Regions from separate parts of the Mus musculus genome. Here all the other regions are linked to region 3. The links are chromatin contacts, called in public HiCAR-type and promoter capture Hi-C maps. All regions are on one chromosome and are shown on one strand. The core of a region is the stretch at or near the end of the contact, and the rest is flanking DNA. Distances in the headings are between cores, read along the strand shown.

The links. HiCAR-type assays count read pairs that join an accessible place to other places. Capture Hi-C pulls out chosen DNA fragments and counts their contacts.
Region 1: a HiCAR-type map of astrocytes shows a contact between it and region 3, with 2.9 times the contacts expected there. The contact joins the promoter of Nfx1 here to the promoter of Fancg in region 3. A contact is called at or near these places in 1 of 484 Hi-C or Micro-C datasets (B cells), 2 of 115 datasets of contacts at active chromatin or transcription factors (astrocytes and embryonic stem cells) and 1 of 9 other capture datasets (adipose tissue).
Region 2: a contact with region 3 is called in a promoter capture Hi-C map of liver. The contact joins the promoter of Zbtb5 here to the promoter of Fancg in region 3. A contact is called at or near these places in 1 of 39 promoter capture datasets (liver), 1 of 484 Hi-C or Micro-C datasets (B cells), 1 of 115 datasets of contacts at active chromatin or transcription factors (the NIH/3T3 cell line) and 1 of 9 other capture datasets (liver).

The regions. Positions count from the first base shown.
Region 1 is chr4:40,969,659-40,972,542 of GRCm38.p6, reverse strand. Nfx1 (nuclear transcription factor, X-box binding 1) reads right to left here and starts at 1,600. Exons shown (of 24, transcript NM_023739.3): 1 at 1,484-1,600. The coding sequence starts at 1,508. Gm52692 (a long non-coding RNA gene) reads left to right here and starts at 2,384. Exons shown (of 2, transcript XR_003955193.1): 1 at 2,384-2,884.
Region 2 is chr4:45,010,804-45,013,809 of GRCm38.p6, reverse strand. Zbtb5 (zinc finger and BTB domain containing 5) reads left to right here and starts at 1,398. Exons shown (of 2, transcript NM_173399.3): 1 at 1,398-1,586. 1700055D18Rik (RIKEN cDNA 1700055D18 gene) reads right to left here and starts at 1,000. Exons shown (of 1, transcript NR_166789.1): 1 at 1-1,000.
Region 3 is chr4:43,009,012-43,011,711 of GRCm38.p6, reverse strand. Fancg (Fanconi anemia, complementation group G) reads left to right here and starts at 1,411. Exons shown (of 14, transcript NM_053081.2): 1 at 1,411-1,710; 2 at 1,912-2,005; 3 at 2,433-2,564. The coding sequence starts at 1,615.

The sequences.
Region 1 (2,884 bases), core at 351-2,850, 2.0 Mb after region 3:
AAGATTTTTACATTCAAGTCAAGACTGGGGCACACCAATGCAATGTGTTCTTGCACTCTTTAAACTGAGACAGGGAAAAGAACATGACCTGTACAGGCACATCCTAATAGTGGCCCATCAATCTGTCAGAAGTGCAATTGTAATTCAAGCCAATGTTGGACATTGCTGTGATTTTCAGGAAGAGCAGGCCATTATGTCAAATCTACACAGTGGGTTGTGACAAGTCGTCATCGTGGTCTTCTTCTTAATAGTAATGTTAAGAGTATGTTGTTGAGAGTAAAAGAAACCTCTGCTTCTCGGCCTCCAACCCCATCTTCCCAGACAGGATCTCACTATGTAACCCTGGATGGTCTGCAACTATGTAAACCAGGCTGGACTCCAACTCGAAAGATCCTCCTGTTTCGCCCTCCCGAGGGCTGGGATTAAAGATGTGCGCTACCATGTCTGATAGCACTGAAACATTTGGTTTACTTTAAAAACAAAAAAACTTTTCTTTTAATCTTGTGTTCCTGTTTTAGCAAGGGTGCTTTGGGGGGACAGGGACGGGATATATGCCACGTGTTTGCTGATGCCCTCCGTGGCCAGAAGAGGGCGTCAGATCGCACAGCTTTCCAGGTGGTTGTGCAAGCGAACGTGACTGCTCTGTTGAGGAGCTACTGTTCTTAAACACTTGAACTAGCGCCCCAGCTTCTCGGTTCACATTTACATTTAGGTAAATGTGTACTAATACCCCATGCAAAACGTTCCTTTTTTTTTTTTTTTTTTTTTTTTTTTTTTTTGCTGTCCACAAAATTTGAAAGCCCGGATTGACCAATACACCTTGAAGAAAATGGAAATAGCTTATACGAACAGTCAAATGAGGCTGTCTCTACCACAGGGGTAGCTCCAGGAGGGAGAGTGAGCCAACAATCAGGGAGAGAACAGGGAGGGTCTGGGAATTAGCTTACTACTCCAGGCTGACAGATGAGGTAACTGAGACTGGATCACGTCACGCACCTCAATATGGGATTTCACACCCCCTCAGGACTGGGCCCGCTGGCTGGCTGGCCCGCGCGCGCGGAACCCGCCACTCCGAGAGGTAAAGAACACACCCCTAGCACAGCGCGCAAACTCGCTGGCCTCCAGGGCCCGCTACGGAGAGTCGCCTACGCCCGGCCGGCCGGCCGTCCGCCCGCCCGCCCGCCCGCCGGACTCTGCTCCGCGCGGCCTCGGGAAGGCCGGAAGGAGCCCCGCGGGGGGCGCCAGAGGCCCACGTCCGCTCCCTTGGCGCCGGGACCCGCCCGCTCTCCTCGGAAACCCAGGGGCCGAGCCTCCCCATCCCGTGGAAGATGGAGGAGGGTTCCGTACGTGCAGCGCGCGTGGCTTGGCCCTCGCGAGCCACTGTCCCCGCGCAGCACGCACCCCACTTGCCACCGCAATGGCCCGCACCCTTCGGACTAGACTGCTAGACCCTAGGGGTCCCGCGCGGGAAACGGGACAGTACCTGAGACCGGAGGCGCCTCCGCCATCCCGTGCCGCAGCACCTCAAGCGAGCCCCGCCACCGAGCGAAGGCTGTCACCTGGTCACGTGTCCCGGATTTCCGGCGCCGAGAGACTAGTCGCTCCTACGCGCCCGGGGACAGCCAAGGGGGTGGTGCTACCTGAGCACACAGTGAAATGGCGCATTTGGGACGTCAGACAAATGCGCCGGCCCGGGTGCAAGCGGGGTTTGCGGGGGGGACACGAGTGGCTGGAGGAGACCCACCCGGACCGCAGGATCTACTGCCCCCAACTTGCGTAATTGCTTTTCGAGAGCTGCTGGGTTCTCCAGCTGCTACGCCTTTTTGTCAAGTCCTGCCATCCGCCCGGCTTCAAATGACCTTCAGCTAAGAGGCGGCCTGGAGCGGCTCACGCAGGCGACGAGGGGGGGGGGGGCGCTGTAGTAATCAAAGGGCATTGTGGAGGAAAAGACTGCAAAACAATAAAAGGTTACCTGCCAAGGGTTAGGTAGCCCACGACTTCAGGACCTGGGAGGCTGGATCGGGGGTGGGATGGGAGTGGGATGTAGTGAGTTCCAGGTCCTGGGCTACCTATCCCTGTCTGTGTAAAACGAAACACAGTATCTAAAGGACTAATAGCAAATGAGCCACAAACCGGTAGGCAAGTAACAAATACAAATGAACACCAACTGAGGTAGACAGTTTGAAGTTACTGTGTTTTTTTTTTTTTTGGAGGGGGGGGGAGAGTGGGGAAAGGGTGTCCTGATGTAGCCCCTGTTGGTATTCAGGCATTCTGCTGGCCTGCCCCCAGGACCCTAGCAACCACTTAGACCTGCCTCCACCGTGTGTGATAGGTGTGTGCTGCGTCTAAAGAGACGCCCCCAAGCGTCCCCCCCCTCCCCCCCCCCGCCACCCAGCAGCTGTCTATTGTCAGCGTCCGGTCCCCTTCTCTCTGCCCCATGGCTTTGCTCCTGTCTGTCTGACTGGCTCCATGCCTACTTGTCTGCCTCTATTCCTTTCCTAGGCCCTCACTCCTCTTCTCCCAATAAACCACTTTTACTTCAGGTCTTGTTTGCATGACGTAATTTCTCAAGGTTGTACCTTGGCACGGGCCTTGCAGTAGGATCTTCTCTGTCTCAGCCTCTTTTATAGTAAAATATAATCTTCCAAGGTGAGGTGTGGTGACTTAGACTTTAATTCCAGCACTCTGGCAGCAGAGACAGTAGTTCTCTGTGAGTCTGAGGCTAGTCTGATCTACATAGTGAGTTCCAGGCTAGCCAGAGCAACAGTACAACACTGTCTCAAACATTCTCCACGATGTGACCATTTTGGTTACAGGGCTTCTGCACTTCTTTCTAATATCTACAGACTAAGAAGCCTTCGACTGGGTGGCTTAGCCTGCCCCT
Region 2 (3,006 bases), core at 149-2,648, 2.0 Mb before region 3:
CTGTAATTGGGCAGGGGAGGGGAGAGGTGGGAGGTCTTGGAGAGTAGGGACAGGTAGAGAGGAGAAGGGAAGGGGAGAGGACTGAAGAAGAGGAGGAGCAGAACCACGTGGCCAGGAGAAACTGCAAATAGCAAAGGGTCTCGCAGCTGGGGAATAAGTTAGCACAGTGCTAGAGCTGTCCAGTCTAGGTACATAGCTTATATTTATAACTGGATTGTGTGGTTTTTATATGGGTTTATTGGGGTTGGGAACTGGTGCAAACTAAGGATGGATGAAGCCCTAGGAAACCCTATTAGCTTGTGAACCAACTAAGAATTTTATACTATCCTTCACTTGGGAAAAGGGATTGCTTGCTTATTAATTGACTTAGTAGGGCTCATCCCTTGTGGCCTGTCCATTCTCACGCAGGCGTGAACTGAGCACAAGGACAGCTGAGCCCAAGCCAGGAGGTAGCTTTAGTCTACGGTTTGTTTGAATTCTTCCCAGGACTTTCCGAAACCATGGTGATAAGCCCAGTAAACACTTCCTCTTCCAAACTGCTTTGTTCAGTTTTATCAAAGTAACAGGAAAGCTATCTAGAACACATAATCTTGATTTTACTGCTCGGTGGTATACCGCAAGAGGCCAAGGCGGCAGCCGGGCCTTCCTCTTTCCCACCCGGTCCAGCAGACTCTTTTGCGGCATTGATAAGAGGGCTGAGCCCTGAAGTTTTAAGGTGGTGGCGACTGTAAACTTGATTCTGGAGTTGATGGCTTGGTGGGCACACGTCGGACTGAGTTCCGACCCTCCCGTTGCTATGCTGGACGTCTGGGCAACTGAGACGCGATGCGGGCGACGATCCACCCAACCACCATTAGACCGACGGCATTTCCTACTCATTGTGAAGCTCGCCATTCGTCTCACTCGGCTTCTTGGGGTTCCGTTTACATCTTTTCTCAAACCTACAAGTTAGAAGTAATCTCCAGCTCACAGCGAGAGGAAGTCACCTGTCCTTCAGACTCCAGGTCACAGTCAGCGCGAGCCAATGGAGGGACTCAGGGCTGGCAGTAGTCATTGCGATTGGCTCAAGTAGACGGAAAACACTAGCTTTCCTTATTCATGCTGAGTTCTGATTGGGCGTGACATAAAATAGCTTTTCTACAGGCCAAACCTGGTGTTGCTAAGTGATAAGTCCCGCCTTCAAAGATCTTTGAGAACAGTTTTACGGGCTGTAAGGCAAATTGTGATTGGTCAGAGCGCTCACGGATGCTGTGGTAGTAAACACAGCCGGGGTCCTGGGATGGCGGATTGGTCAGATTTTCAGAACGTCACTCCTACTGTGGCCCCGCCCTCCTGATGATTGGCCATTGGAGGCCTGTGGAGGCGGTGACATGGGTACCTCACATCCGTTTACTGTAGGCCTCCGCCGGGTCCTCAAAGAACCGCGCGAACGGGCTGAAGGAGCCGGGAGCGAGGGGCGGGGCGGGCGGAAGTCACAGCCGGGGAAGCCAGTCTGGACCTTCCCGCCTCCTTCCTCAGGGTCGGTCCGAGCGGAGGAGGGCCACCGCCTCCTCCTGCGAGGAGAAGGGGGGCGGAGCCCGGCTCAGGTGAGGCGACCCTATCAGCTAGAGTGGCCTGGGCGCGCGCGCGCGGGGCGCGCTCACGTGCAGGCGGTTGTGCACCGGGAGCGCGCCGAGGCATCGGGGAGCGCGCAGCCGTTCCGGGGCCGCCTGTCCACCCTGTCTTACTGCTGAGGGGTATTGTTACCCTTCGCCTCGGTGGGGCCAGGAGGGTGGTAGCTCAGTTCTTGTGCGCAGGCGTCCCCTGTGTCCCGACGCCCGGCTGTCGGTGCGGGGTGGGCAGGGACTAGTGCCCTGCAGATCTGCTGCTGGACATGGAGCCTCTCGGGATGCTGTGGGAACCCGCGCTCGGGATCTGCATCCTAGCGGGATGAGCCGAGGAGCGGCTGCCCTGCGGGATGGAGGCGAGTGGCTCTCTTGATCCTGCCCTGGGTCCTCCTGAGCGATGAGGTTTCGTTTCATCAGAGCAAGGCCATAAGCTGTCTGGATTCGGGAGCCAGCGGCCGACGACAGGGGTGGAGTCAGCGTTTGGGAATGCCCCAACTTGTTAGACAAAAGTGTTTAGTAGGCATTTATTGAATGGCCACTTCTTCCAGGCTTCGTGCGAGGAGCTGTGGGGTGCGGTGGTAAGAGACAGCGGTCCCATCTTCCCCTGGAGGACCGACTGCTTAGCACATAAACAACAGTAGAAATAAGGGAGCGGTTTAAGGGTTTCTGCTTTGTTTTGTTTTTCTAAAGTGCCACTTACTATGGTCAGTCTGCGTCCGAGCATCGTGGCGAACACTGTAGGAACCACATTTTGGTTATTTTTATTTTTGGAGGAAAATTTTTGGGTCAAAGACTCTTGATTACCTTAGTAGCGTGATCTGAGTCTAGGTAATTAAAATTAATAAAATTCGCAATTTTCAAGGACTGAAAGAAAAACATTTCCAAAATATGTTCTTGTACTGCTGAGTTGAATTTACATACATTTAGGTTTTTAGAGATTGAAGGGAATACTGTGCCTTACTCGTTCGTGATTTGTCTTTGTATGACATGTGTACTTTATATGGTTTTAAAAAGTGGACCGGGCACTTCGTTAGTTTGCTAGAGATTTTTGCTTTCATTTTCTGAAAAGTCTCGTGGTTGGCAGTAAGCTAAAGGCTTACTGGGTAGGGGAAAGGAGATGGGCAAAAGAGAGTGTTAAGAGAAAAGCTTGCAAGCTAAAGGAAGGCCACTTTAACCCTTCTGGAAATCTCAGCGAGCTTGGGAAGAGGAGAGACAGAGCTGGCCTCTGCTGCAGCCTTGGTGACCCGCCAGGTAAGGTCAATAGATCGAGGGCTCATTCTGGGCACTGGGGTTTTGCTAAGTAAATGGAAGTAGGACTTTGTGAGAAGTCTGTTTTCGGAAGATTTGCTTTTTTTTCCCCCTTCCCTAAAAGTTGGGTGAAAACAAAACTTTTTTTTTG
Region 3 (2,700 bases), core at 162-2,661:
TGAACGTTGCCACGTATGGTCGAGGCAGTGTACACCTTTAACTCCAGCACTTGAGAGGCAGAGACAGGCTAATCTCTGTGAGTTTGAGGCCAGCCTGGTGTACAGAGGGTGTTCCAGGGCATCAGGGCTACACAGAGAAAGCCTCTCTGGAAAAGAAAAAGAACACAACAACCACCACCACTGCACCCCCCCCCCCCCGCACCTCCACCCAAAAAAGAAACAACAACAACAACAACAACAACAACAAAACTCTCATTGCCTGCTGGATAAGATGGTGCACACCTGTAATTCTAGCACTTGAGAGGCTCAGGCAGGAGGATCACCATCAGGTGGAGGTTGCAAAGCCAGTACCAGGCCAGCCAGGATTACACAGTGAAACTCTCAAAAATATCATCGGGCTGTACAGACGGCTCGTCTTAAGAGTACTTAGTGCTCGTGCAGGCCCTCAGGCCTGTGTTCAAGGTTGGTTCCCAGTGCCCATGTCAGGTGGCTAAGGACTAAAATTCAAATCCAGGGCATTGGGCATCTCTGCCCATCAGTCCTGCATGCACTCACATGTACCTACCCATAAACAGACGCATAAACGTAATTTTAAAAAACACAAAATAAAAACAAGCCTTCAAAAATGATAACAACAAGGCAAAAGCAAATCTTGTTAAACCTGTGAAAGTGATTTCTTGTTTTCTAAGCTTTTTATTTGGGGCTCTTTTTTTTTTCTTTTTCTAGACAGGGTTTCTCTGTATAGCCCTGACTGTCCAAGAACTCACTTTGTAGACCAGGCTCAGAAATCTGCCTGCCTTTGTCTCCCCAGTGCTGGGATTAAAGGCGTGTGCCACCACGCCCAGCTTTATTTGGGGCTCTTGTATGTCTTTTGTGAAGTGTTTTGAGTTGCTGCTACCATATACATAGTGTCAAGTACTTTTTTTCTCCTTCCTTTCTGCGTAGGAATGTCCGATTCTCCGCGTTTTTTGTTTTTTTGTTTTTCTCAAAGAGAAAGGATGAGATTACCAAGGGCTTCAGTCTCCTGTCCTTAGTTTTCGGGAGACATTTTCTTCCGGGGTTGGGGGGTTGGGTGGGGGTAGGGATGGGTGATGAGGAATCTTTTCTTGGGCGTTCTCCACAGTACTACAACTCCCAGCAAACACCGCGCGGTCCGTCTTCCAGCCACGGAGCGGGGAAACCTGGACTGCCGTTGGTTCTAAGGCAGAGCGCCGCCAGAGACTGGTGCCAAGACCCACTCCTCCTAAACTAGCCTCAACACTCTGACCCCCGCGGAGGCCCTGCAGACCCAGCAGTTCGTCCTTGGCATGTGGCTGGCCTCCTGTCTCCCCGCCTCCTTGTTCCGGGTTTCTTTTCAGTTTCCCGCGGAACCGTCTCTTGAAGACAACCAACCGCGGCCGAGAGTGTTGCAGCTTGGCCAACCACAGGCGCGGTGGGTGGTGGCGGGGACTGAGAGGTGGGTTTCTGGTCAGGGAGAGCAAGCCCGGCTGCGACCCGGGGGGAGTCCGGTGGGGTGCAGAAGTGGCTTCTTGCGGTTAGGGTGAAGACACCGGTGGGACCAGCCTCCACCCATGAAAAGACCCCTTCGGGTAACAGTGATCTACCTCGGCGACAATGTCCAGCCAGGTCATTCCAGCCCTCCCCAAAACATTTTCCAGTAGCCTGGACCTGTGGAGGGAAAAGAACGACCAGCTTGTTAGACAGGCTAAGGTAATGTGGTTGCTGGGACTCTCACCTTGTACCCTCAAGATGTCAGAAAGCGGCTTTGTAATGATCTCACCCTAGTCTAGGGGGAAGGAACAGAGCTTGACCTCCGTCCTTAGAAACAGAAGTGACAGGAATATGTGTCCCTCCCTGTCTCTGTTACAAGGGAGAAAGACTGATCCTTAATGCCTCCCTACATAATTTCAGCAACTCACCAGGGATTCTCGTCCCTCTCTGAGGCGACAGCAATCGGCCCAAGACACACTGGAAGGGCTTAGGGAACTCCTCCTCACTCTACAAGGTAAGAACGACCTTCCAGAAGGTTCAGTTCCCCCCTCAGACCACCCCGCAAATCACCAGCATTCAAAGATGAGCTTCTTTTACGAGGTTCTAGGATTGAGGTGATTTTCCTAGGGCTTATGGAGTCCTGCGTAAAGCCCAGAAGAGACTGGGTGGGATTGTCTTTCAGTAGCTTAATTCCTTCTTCTTTTCACACACACACACACACACACACACACACACACACACACACACACACACACACAGGAACATTTGAAGAGGTGATTTTCAGGAGATTTAGAGAACTTCCTGCTCTTTCCAAAGTTGTCTGAGCAAAAACTGAATTCCTTCTTGAAGCCTTGGTTGGAGTGGGGTTGGTCTCTGGGTTGGAAACCATTTGGGCTGTGTTTCATGGGACAGCCTGTGAGACCAGCATCCTGTCGCTCCAGGACTCCCTGCTGCTGTCCCCGCTCTCCCCTTGGAGCTGACTGTCCTCTGTAATTGTATAATCCTGAGGGCTAGCCTAGTCCAGGCTTTCACTGAAGATCTTACCCAGGATCTTCAAAGGGGCCTCGAAAGAGGTAAGGTCTCCTCTGCTCCTGGTAGTTTCAGTTTGGATTTAGGGATGAGGCTGGGGGGTGAGAGGAACATCTGTCCACGGAGACAGATGTTCTTTTCTAATCCTCTGTATGTTCCTCAGACTAGGCAGGTGTATTA